Linked DNA regions of Rattus norvegicus: all the other regions are linked to region 3. A link is a contact called in public Hi-C data. All regions are on one chromosome and are shown on one strand. Each heading gives the region's core, a stretch centred on a gene start, on an enhancer-like site or on the middle of the called end of the contact. The rest is flanking DNA. Distances are from core to core; before and after follow the strand shown.

What was found. Hi-C and Micro-C count contacts between places; a contact is called where the count stands out from the background.
Region 1: a Hi-C map of psoas muscle shows a contact between it and region 3, with 3 times the contacts expected there. The contact joins two enhancer-like sites. A contact is called at or near these places in 2 of 12 Hi-C or Micro-C datasets (liver and psoas muscle).
Region 2: a contact with region 3 is called in a Hi-C map of psoas muscle, with 5 times the contacts expected there. The contact joins two enhancer-like sites. A contact is called at or near these places in 2 of 12 Hi-C or Micro-C datasets (prefrontal cortex and psoas muscle).
Region 4: a Hi-C map of Schwann cells shows a contact between it and region 3, with 11 times the contacts expected there. The contact joins two enhancer-like sites. A contact is called at or near these places in 6 of 12 Hi-C or Micro-C datasets (the A7r5 cell line, Schwann cells, frontal cortex and 3 more).

What each region holds. Positions count from the first base shown.
Region 1 is chr18:65,269,474-65,272,288 of GRCr8, forward strand. All of the region lies in intron 2 of Tcf4 (transcription factor 4), which reads left to right. Among named protein-coding and RNA genes, the nearest start is that of Tcf4, 51 kb to the left of the region's middle. Within about 2 kb of position 1,523, at least 11 of the 93 cell types and tissues checked have an H3K27ac peak or open chromatin away from gene starts, as enhancers often do.
Region 2 is chr18:65,021,356-65,024,168 of GRCr8, forward strand. No RefSeq gene overlaps it. Among named protein-coding and RNA genes, the nearest start is that of Tcf4, 200 kb to the right of the region's middle. Within about 2 kb of position 1,511, at least 7 of the 93 cell types and tissues checked have an H3K27ac peak or open chromatin away from gene starts, as enhancers often do.
Region 3 is chr18:64,349,290-64,352,236 of GRCr8, forward strand. All of the region lies in intron 1 of LOC102548061 (a long non-coding RNA gene), which reads left to right. Among named protein-coding and RNA genes, the nearest start is that of Mc2r, 60 kb to the left of the region's middle. Within about 2 kb of position 1,357, at least 10 of the 93 cell types and tissues checked have an H3K27ac peak or open chromatin away from gene starts, as enhancers often do.
Region 4 is chr18:65,068,300-65,070,999 of GRCr8, forward strand. No RefSeq gene overlaps it. Among named protein-coding and RNA genes, the nearest start is that of Tcf4, 150 kb to the right of the region's middle. Within about 2 kb of position 1,417, at least 38 of the 93 cell types and tissues checked have an H3K27ac peak or open chromatin away from gene starts, as enhancers often do.

The sequences.
Region 1 (2,815 bases), core at 273-2,772, 920 kb after region 3:
TACAAGCGAACTGGCGACATTAGTAGAATAATTATTCTAATGTATATGCATATGATTTAGATGTATGCATTTATAGCTCCATTTTTGTCTTTATGTCAAAACTGTGCTTTCGAAAGCTTTATTTCACATTGAGATCTTTTTTTTTCTTTTTTTTTTTCTTTTTATCGGAGCTGGGGACCGAACCCAGAGCCTTGTGCTTGCTAGGCAAACGCTCTACCACTGAGCTAAATCCCCAACCCCTCACATTGAGATCTTTCTTGGAATTCATAAAGTTACTTTAAATTACTTTTCTACCTCCATTCTCTGGTTCTGGTGGGACTTCTTTGTCTATGCCAAACCTAGTGTTAAATACCAGGGCTATAGAGATTAACAAGACCCAGGCTTTGCACCCAGGGCTGGATGCAAATAACTTACTCTCTGGTGGGAGTTAGACTAAAGAAGAAGCCCTCGTACTGAGAGTGAGCCCATTCAGCTCGCAAAAAGCTCGCCAGGGACCACCACTTACAATCTAGTCAAAAATCCCACACAATGTCTCTTTCTAGAAGACGCTTTTCAACAGCCTTAGTTTTTATTAGTTATAATTTCCTAACATTCCAGTTTCTTTTTTAAAAAAAGCCTTGCTGATAATTTGAAACAATGTTTTCCATGTGAGTAACTTTTTAAAAGTATCCGTTTTTTCTACTGGCTTTTAAATATACTTAAAAATATTTTTAACCATATCTAATTTTTGCAACTTCTAAACAACTTTCTAAGCAGTCACCTCCTGACCCCTTTTTCCCCCCCTTCTCTATTCCCCCTCCTGGGGCCACCTCCCTTTCTTTAGACCCCCGCATAATGTTATTCCTTTACAGTCCAGCCATCTGCCTGGTTTAGCCTCTTCTTCACTCTCCCTGTTTCTTCTATATAGATTTCCCCATATGTCTGCTTCCTCCTTTATCCACAAGTCCAGACACTCCTCCATAGCTTTCTTACCACCCCATCCTGGTGTCCCGTCTGTTCATAAATAACTCTTTCATCGCTTTGGGTCCCCAGCCCCCACTCGTTCTAAAAAGAGTGCAGAGAAACCTTAAGTGTGCAGAGCCAAGATACCCAGCGCAGTTTTCGTTCGGTACAGCCTCCCTCCTTCCCACCGACCCGTTTCCTTTCCCAGTTTTTTTCTCACTTACCTCCTTTGTACAGGTCTCCACAGTTTCCCCTCGGTATTGGTACTGACCTGGCTGCAGAAAGATTTGATATCTGCAGGACCGAGTTTGCGTCTTGTTAATAGACCCATTTCGCCCTGACTGGTTGCTATTCCTGGAGCTGTCAAACTCGAAGCTTTGTTCTCTTGAAATCCGTGGGGTATCTGGGAAACTGTTCTCCTCACCTGGGAGCATGGCAGCCAGACGGTGCTCTGAACGGGTTCTTTTGTAAGCCCGAGTTCTAGCATGCGTGCCACAAAGAGACTGTTACAGACTAACCCAGCACTGTTGAGGGCTCTGGAATGTTCTAGGTAGTTGAAACGTTGCGTGCCCTGCTAGTGTTTGGTGCTGGTGACAGTCTGGCCCGCGGAAGCATTGGCCCTTTACTTCCCTTTCTTGACTGCAGCCCTCACTAGACTGTTTCTGGTTTGCCTTCCTAATGTTAGTGATCATTTTCCTCTGAGTCCCTGTGGAGATTTTACTCTGCAGGAAACATCTAGGTAAGACTGCCTTGAAAGTCGATCAAAACCTACAAGGACTAAAATACTGTCCCGATATTTTAAAGATGACATCTGAGAGGGGATTAGATTGTGTGCTGTGTCTGATGGGGACTTAAGGGCAAGGAGACTTTGCCTCTGCCTGTCTGTTCTACTCCTCTAACCAAAAAAGAAAGAAAAGAAACCGTGGATTCAATGATCTCCATTCTCTCATGGGTGAGCATCATGGGGGAAGAGTGAAAGATAGAGCTGTGTGATTCTGTGAGAATTGAAACTCTAAAAGGTTATCGATATCATGAAAATGAAAACTATCTAAAAATAAAGTATTTCGTTTTAAAGGCCACATGCTTCCAAAAGGAGATATGTTTGTGTGTGTGTGTGTGTGTGTGTGTGTATGTGTGTGTGTGTTTATTTTTAATGTATTTATGTATTTATTTATTGTATTGAAGAGTGAGGTTTCATTGCTCCAGGGACAAGAGAATCAGAAAAGGGAAACATAAAGGAGTCAAAAGATGCTGAGGTAGCAGGAGACCACATGCCAGTGACTCAGAGTCTTTCGGGAATTCAAAGTTGGTCACTAATTAGATACAAATTTCCTGGAGAAACTTAGAGAGGAAGACATTTTACCTCAGTCATTACTGATGCCAAAGCGAGGTCCACGGGACATTTTTACTGCTGTTGACTTTGTGTGGACTCTGAGCAACAGACAGGTGAAGATCCAAAGTGGGGGTTCCAACACGTTGTCAAGGTTTCATCCTGTTAGACAGTTTCCCTGTAAGCATCTCAGGGAGGCTGTAAAAACCACCGAAGGTTATGATAGTGGTTGGTTAAGGATACGGCTCCACTGGCTGAGTCTTTGTCCATATTACTGACACCACAAGTATACAGCTTGCTACAGTTGCCTCTGGGCTCTGTGTGCCGAATCAGAGTGTGTTGGATTGTGGTGATGTTTCTACAAGGGGCACAATTCTAAACTCCATTTTTATTAAACCAAATTGATTTTTCGTACCCATACCAAACCATACACCAAGATTAGATACTTAACATCTCAGTAGCCATAGATTTCCTTGAGTATGTACGGATGTCGGGCAGCTTCAGAAGAGAACGGTCTGCTTTGGAGCTTGTAGACCCAGGAGA
Region 2 (2,813 bases), core at 261-2,760, 670 kb after region 3:
CTTGATTCATTGTTACCCACAATACTTCAGAGAGTGACTCTACATGAAGATAGGATCTTCTATTGGGTAAGGAGATAAAAACCAGGTCTCCAGGGTGAGCAGGAAGCTGACTGGGGTTCTTCTAAAGCTGTTTGGACACAGTTAAGTACAGAGGGGAGGCTCAATGAAGGGACTGGAGGAGATGGCTATCTACAAATCAAAAAGAAAAAAGGAGGACTAAAGAAATCAACTCTGTCAGCACTGCATAATAGTAAGCTTCCACTGTTAGAGCCACTTGGTCTGTGGTAGTTTGTGTGGCCGCCCTAAACTCATAGAAATTGTCCACACTTGTTTGCCTATTTTATTCAATGTATCTGTATATGTACACTGTTTTTATACATTTACCTTGTTTTGTGTATTTATATTCATTCACTGCTTCCTCTTAGATGTTCCACCAATCATGTGACCCTGTCACAAGTTTGAAACATTTGTTTCTTGACGAGTGTCCAGATTGTTTCCAGTTTCTCATTATTCAGAACGAACTCCCATGAATGTTCTATACGGGGCTTTCCCTAGACAGACCCTTTCCTTTCTCTTGGGGAAGACCTCACACATGGAGTATGGCTGAGCAGTATGGCGAGGATAATTTTACCTTTTTAAGAAGCTGACTGTTTGCTCTAGTGACTACATCCGTTAGCCCAACCCCGAGAAGCATAAGACCTCCACTTCCTCTACCCCCTCTTGCTGTGGTGATCTTTGTTGGTGATTTGTTTGTCTTAGGGACAAGCTCTGGCTTTCCTATGTCAAACTCCCAGAGATCCTCCCGCCTCGGCCTCTTGAGTCCTTCGAGACTGAGGGCTGACGTCACAGGGTTCAGATTCGTGTTTCCGGATGACTGACGATTGAGCATCTTCGGGGTTATCTGCCATCTGTATCCTTTCAGTGGTGGTATCTGTTTCAGTATTTTGAAAAGGATTTTGGCATCGTAGAATATGCCAAAGTGTTAAGGTCTTATTCTGTTTGCGGTGGGAGAACATGTTGGGTTTCTGAACGGTGGAGTAACGCAGTGAAGTGGCTGATCTGGAAGGGGGTAGACAGTTTGCGGGGCTAGTTCTGTACGGAGCAGGAGGAGGAGGAGGGATGGGACTTAGCAGATACAACAGAGACAGCCAGCTGAGACTGAGGGAGCGACAGGGTTCAGAAATGCTTGCGGGTGGAACCAGGACTGGTTAATCGGCTCACCAGTTGGTGGGAAGGAAGGAAGCAGAAGGGTTAGATAAATAATTTGATAAGGCTGCGTTACCACCAGGGAATTTGGGACCGAGAACAATCACATTGTCAGTGCTGACTCCAAGACTGTCACTGAGTCAAAATAGGAACTTGGGAAAAGAACGAATCTAAAGCAGACTGGTTTTTCTGGCAAAACGCAGAGACCAGAAACCATTTTTTTTTTTTAAAGTAACAGCTGAGCGCTTGCCCTCTTCTGACCATGTGCTAATGTCAAGAGCCTCGGCCTCCATGTCATGCCGGCAGAGCTACAGAACTCTCCTGGGAGCCACAGGCGAGCCCCACCCTTCTGCCGGAATATTATACTTCTATTGAGAGCACGGATGCATCCGGAAGTGGGTTGTGTCAAGGCACGGGTCAGGCGCTGATTCTAGTCTCACAATACCTGGCAAAAAGCCCAGCCATGACCAGGTACTAAATGGAATCAATCAAAGGGCTGGGCAGAGAAGGGGTCATGAGATAGTTCTGTCTGCACTGTGCAATTCGGTAGCAAGCAGAGATAAAATGACTTCTCCAGCTGTCCATTGCTTGAGATTCAATGTGTGTGCGTTGGGGGCGGGGGATGCCAATTCTTTGGATGGTGCTGTCTACTAGGCTAAGCTAGCTAGCCAGTGATCCCAAGGGATCTGCCTGTCTCTGCCTCCCCGCCCTGGGATTTCAAATTGGCCACCAACACCCAGGTGTTTCTAGGTGAGTTCTGGCCACCCAGCTCGGGCCTTGGCTTTCGACCTCACGCACCACTTGAGATTCATTATGATGAAATGTGCAAAGTTGAGGCGACAATTAACTACTTAACCATTCCGCCAAGTTGGTCCGCCGTGTTTTCTTTACTGGTGGCTCGGTTATGCTTGTGTTTTTCTGTCAATCGTTTCTGTGCCTTAGCCAGCCCCGGGGAAGCAAGAGAAGAATGCAGGATACCTCGTGGCCCCCCTGAAGTCCAGCCTCAAGTCCCCTCCCATCCCCTGCGGTTCAGGCCTCTGCAGCAAGGAGACGCTGTGGAGCCTGGCTCGCAGCCTCGGGCTTTCTGTTTCCTGGGGCTGGCTGGCATTAGTCCCCAGCACCATCCTGTTCTTTGGGAGGTGATCTTTTGCTGGCGCGCTCCCCAGTGTCTGTTGTTATGTTTGAGACTGACTTTTGTTCCAGACTAGTGGGCTGGGGAGACAAGACTGCACTAAGTAACAACATGAACAGAATGCTCGCAACATTTTCCAATCGCTTTCTTCCCCCTTTCTCATCCAAAAAGCTCCCTCTGCTTGTTGCTAGTGTCTCTGCTCCCATCAGCTCAATGTTATGCTTGCCCTTAGAATCATTTGCAGGGACATCTAAAGGAAGTGGCCATGGCCTAAAAGTTTGCTCCTCTTCCACCTGCCTACTAGGCTTCCCACGAGTGACTTCTACGTCGCGCCGTTAAAAATCGTATTTTCTGTTGTGTCCATCCGAGTCCCTTTCGTCCTTCTAGATAAATCATACCTGGCAGTATACTCACTGACACGCAAGGGCTTTTACAGGTCTGAACACAGGAATTTTTTTTTCTGAGATGAAGGAGT
Region 3 (2,947 bases), core at 107-2,606:
CTGATTGTGTAGTTAATCCAGGCAGGTAGCTATTTCCTTTGAGGGCTTTGTATGAAATACTCCCCGTGTCTTAACTTTAAGGAACATGTTAGAAACTTTTAGAAAATGTGATCAGCTACAGAGCCGGAGTCACACAAGGAAGATGTCCTCTTTGAGTTGGAGTCTGATCGGGAGTCCCCATGTTAGGTCATCCCAACCTTATCCTTGATTGACACAGACTCGTGAGCTACAAGGTCTCCAAGTCTTCACAGGGGGCTTTGATCAAATGAGACAGAAAAAGGAACAACGACAAGAGGGGTATTGGGAGAAAGAGGAGAATGTTCATCCTGAGTCGTTGAGTTCTACTAGTTGAAGTAATTTTGGGACATGGGGCGAAGCTGGAGAGATAGGGTGACTCTGTCAAGGATCTTTCTAAAAGAAATAGCCCACTCTTTAAGTCAGTTCCTTACTGAGCAGTGTGTGTGTGTGTGTGTATCTGTATGTGTGTGTGTGTGTGGTCTGTGTGTGTGTATTTGTGTGTGTGTGTCTGTGTATGTGTGTGTGGTCTCTGTGTGTGTATTTGTGTGTGTGTCTGTGTATGTGTATGTGTATGTGTGTATGTGTGTGTGTGTCTGTGTGTCTGTGTATGTGTCTGTGTGTGTGTGTGTTTCTGTGTGTGTGTGGGTCTCTGTGTGTGTGTATCTGTGTGTGTGTATGTCTGTGTGTATGTGTGTGTGTGTGTGTGTGTGTGTGTTTGTGTGTGAGTCTTGTCACGGGAACGGCTTAAGTACAAATAGAATAGATGTCTTCTCAGTGGGAAGACACGGTAAAGAGAATCTGTCTCTGGAGTAGAAGTTCAGGCTGTGTGGCCTCTCGGATTCCCAGATCTACACTCTATGGTAGTGAGCAACAATGTGCAATTCTGTTTAATTCTGTACTCCATGATGGGGAAGATTTAATCAGCCGAGAAGACGTCAAGCAAAGAGTAGACAGTGTGTGTTCGAGAAAGTACCAACCAAACAGTCGAGTTTGCCTAATCTAGGGAACCCAGTGGACTCCACCGGAATTGTGCTGCTGTGTAGGACTGCTCGGGAGAGAAGAGGAAGAAGAGACTTCGTGGCTTTGGATATCTCAGCATTTCCAAGGCGACAGGAATATTTGGCCTTCTGCTAATCAAAAACTGACCTCATGACAATCCTAAAAGGGAAGGCAGAGACTAGCTCAGGTGAAAATCATCTGGCTATGCTGCATTTTCTTAGAGGACAGAGCCTCAAGGCTAACTCAGGGAACGAAAGTCAGTCTGGGAATGGATGATCCCAGCTGGTCTGAGGGGGCGGAAGTGGGACTTGTTTGACCTTCTAACGGTCGCCGCGGCATCTGCCAAGACCATAAGCCCCAGAGAATGGCTGGCTCTTGAAGTACATCACATGAACTCCGGAGACTGATAAAAGCAAAATAAAATATTTCCACATAGTCTGTGTGCTGAAGAAGAGAATTACAGCTGTGATATGACTTGGCTTGCTCTTACCCAAGGCCTTGAGCTATTAACAAGCCCAGTTTTCTAGATAAAATAAGTCCATGTGAACCCAGCAAAGGCCTTCATGATATCTTTCTATCTAGAGTTTGGTTAAATCATACGTGGTTTTTTTTTTTTTTTTTTTTTTTGGATGTGTTTGATATTTCTTTCTGCTGCCTAAAGAGAAAGGCTTACATTGAGTGTGGGAGAGTTAAGAGCCCCACTGTTTACCTGGATTCTTGACCGCCGTCTTTTCTTGGCAAAGGGCATCCCCAGTGTCATAGATGCTTGGGGGGCTATTCTGAGGTGTCTCCCCAGGCATCTCACTGTCCCCAGAGCCACTCTGCCTCCTTCCTGGGGTTTGTGTGCCTGAGGCACAGGGAGAAGTTCACTTATCCACCAGTGCACAGTTGTGACCTGTCTTGTCTGGAAGTTAAGTATGTAAAATCTGTTGTCATCAACCACTTCAATGTTTTTGTTTGTTTGTTTTGTTTTGTTTTTTTCTCACGAAGAATTAGATGTATTGAACACTTTCCCCAGTCACCTCATGTTTCTAAAGACCCTTTTTACAAAACAAGCCCTATTTGTATCCCTCTGTTTCCTCTCCAGAGGCATTGTAGACAACATTCTAATGATTACAGAAAGCCAGCTTTCGACCTCAAATAGATAACAATCTAGCCCACAACAGAGAAAGTATTTCAGCTTTCTCCTGGTGATGTGTGTTAGGAGGATGTGAATCCAGACACTGGCTCATGACTTATAATGATCCGGAAGTTCAGGTTGGCTCTAGATCTTAAGAACAATGGATATTTTCAAGGTTCCTTGGCTCTGGCATCCTTGATGCTACTACAGTAGTTAACCACGTTCTACGGTGGAATAGGCATGAAGTGAGGTTACTATAGACTGACTGGAAGCACTTGTGCTGTTGCAATGGACTCCTATCGGGGGAGGGGGCTCCCATCTCATTTGAATGTGTGCTCAAAGGAGCAGCTGCTAAAGTCATTTAACACCCCACTGCCCAGCCCCTATGCTGCTTGCTGCTTCCGAATTTTGGTCAGAGCAAAAGCAGATCCTAGCAAGGACTCACTAAGCTCCCTGACCTGGCCCAGAACCACACCCTTGCTCCTCTTCAGTTCATTTGGCTTGCGGTCACACAGGCCCAGCTGCCGCTTCTCAGTGAGCTCCCGGACACTCCCAGCTCCAGCCTTCCTGCTGACTGTGGTTGCTCTCCAGACTTTCTTCTCCCAGATGTCACATAGGCCTCTGACATCAAATTCATCCTCGTCAGGTGTCACCTCACTTCCACCTTCTTGGCCAACCCGTGTAAAATTACCCTGCTCCAACCCACCACAGTGCACCGACCTCACACCCCACTTTCCTGCTTCGTTTTCCTTCCACAATCACCTAAGAACACACAGAACTCCACCAGGATAAAAAACATTGCCTCCTTTG
Region 4 (2,700 bases), core at 167-2,666, 720 kb after region 3:
AGGAGGAGGAGGAGGAGGAGGAGGAGGAGGAGGAGGAGGAAGGGAGGGAAAGATTGGTGTGTGTTGCGGGGTGTCCTTCGTACAATGGAAAGGGCAGTTTCCAGAACACTCCACTTGCAATCGCGCAGGAGGACAACGGGAGGGATCTGGCATGAGGGAGGTAGTGTCTATCAATCTCCACATTGATCCCTTGGATAGACTCTTTTGTTCTATTTAAGGAAAAGAATTATTTGTCGGTTCCCCCATCCCCGGCCCCCTTCGCCCAGGATTGAAAGCACGAGGAAAGGTGCAGAAACTTAAAACCTGTAACTGACTTAACTGTATCTACCTACATCAGTGAGCAGGATTGTAGCACCAAGCATGCACAAGGGCTGCATAATCCCTACACCTCGGACTTCCTGCCAGTTTCTCTGAAGTGAGGAGTCCTAAGATGAGAGTCAGAGAAGACTGAAGCCTGTTCTGATACCTCACCCCCCACCACACACACACACACAGCCCTCAGCGCAAGGCTTTAAAGGTGGAGTTCTAATCCTAAATTTCAATCTCCTGATAGCCCTCAAACATGCTTCACGGGGCTGGCCCGCAGCCCCATGCTTCGAGGCAAGTGGACTATAATTGTTTTAAGTTTTAATTTATGGATCATTCGTTGAGATTCTGGGAGGAAAATGAAAAAACCTTGGTCACAGAGATCAAGTCTTTCTCACTAGGTTAAAAATCCGTTCTGTGTCAGGTTTCTCTTTCCCCAACTACCGTTCCTTGTAAGATTATAAAAGACGTCCTTTAGGTCCCAAGTCTAAACTTTGAACCATCACAACCTAAGAGATGAATCACGGCGGAGCCGGTGGAATTACTAATAAATAAGATGATGGGGTGTGTGTTGGGGGGTGCGGGGAAGCGCGGGGATTGGGGGGGGTGTCTCTTCCCGGGTGGATTTTCCCCTGCTGGATTGGCTGGGCCCACAGGGATCGCGGCCTCGAGAGTCCCCGTGTCGCACGGTGACTAGATCTGCGCGGAAGAGGCCGGGCGAGGTCGGAGACAGCACCCAAGGCCGGGAACCAGGGGGTTGGGCGATGGGGGACCGCGGGCGCCAGGTGGAGCGGGGAGCTCCAAATGGGTCCACTACAGTGGCTCGCGGGGGGCTCAGGGCCCGTGGGGGCACAGTCACCGTGGCCGAGGCGATCGAGCGGGAGGGATGCTCGGAAGAGCGCGGATAGTCAGGCTTCTGCAGAGAAGACACAGCCAAGCGCAGGGCCGCCCGAACACAGGAGCTGGCGGGGGACACGGGATGGGTGAATCCCCGCACCAGCCCTCCGTCTGGCCCACACTTTTTTTTTTCGGGGTTTGAACATCGGAGACTTAACGGTCCTAACAAACCCGAGACGCATACATCAGTGCGGCAAAATTTCGTGGAGACTCTGGGGGCGGGGGACGCAGCAGGGCTTGGGGACAGCGTGATGATCACCCGTGCCCCCACCCACCGCGCCTTCTGACCTACGGGAAACGAAAGCTCAGCTCGGAATCCGAGCGGCCAACCCGTCTCCCAACCCGGGGCTGCCCTTCTGCACTCGCGCCTTTTTTTAGGGAGTCTGTCCTGGGTGCGACAAGGCTGACAATGCAGCCCCAAGGTGTCTGGGGCCCCTGGCCAGAGACCAGAACCACTGCAAAGAAAGTATCCTGGCGGGGCGTCTGGAATCTTTCAATCACGGGATCAGGAAGGAGGGGACATTTTCTGAACACATAATTTAGAGCCTTAAAATGTTGGTAATGAACTGGGTTCCTCGCCTCTTCCCAAGATGCAGGATTTTTTAACTTCCTGATTTGGGAGGGGTTGCTGGTAGCCAGTAAGAACAATTTCTTGTTATCGAGTCTGACAAAGTGTTTCCATTAAATACTATAGGGTAAAAAAGATCTGTTACCGAGCTGCCTGTGTAATGTTCGACAGAAGCAACTCCGTCACCTAAAACTTGGCCTAGTTTTTCACTCGGGGAGGTGGCCCCCTCAGCACCCTGTCACAGCGGGGGTCTCCAGAAACCATCCCGGATTAAAAAGCTGCTCTCCAAAGCAGCTGTCCCCCCTTCTTACTAAGTCTTGAATTTTAGCTCAAGGTGGAAATGGAGACTGCAAGACCAGGATTGAAAAGCGGGGGTTTCTTAGGAAAGTTGGGGGTGAGAAATCTAAGGTGAATTCGGGAAACAAAGAAAACCCGTAGACCTTTAAATGAAGAACTACGGAAAACCCAAAGGAGGGCAACAAAGATGCGCACTTCCGGGACCAGCCCCGCCCCCACTCACGTTATAAAGTTTTAGTTATGTAATCTCATTTACTTCTCCCCCCCCCCCAACCCTAGAGGTAGGATGATATTTTTAACTTGGGTGTTTACAGATGAAAAACGTGTGTCTCACAGTTAAATTGCCCGAGGGCCTATAACGAGTAGCCTAGCATTGGGGCTGATTAAGGGACACTTCCTGGAACCTCCCTGTTGTTGTCTTTGCTGTTGCTGTTGTCATTGCTGTTGCTGTTATTGCAGTGGGAAGCTGGGAAATCAATTCTCTTGGGAAGGGAGTAGTATTTAAGCTTAGAGAAATATATATATATATATAGATATATATACATATATATATATATATCATCTATTTAGTGGTCGGGCATAAGTGTGACAATTTGAGAAAACTGAATAGCTCCTAATCACTTTGTGGGATT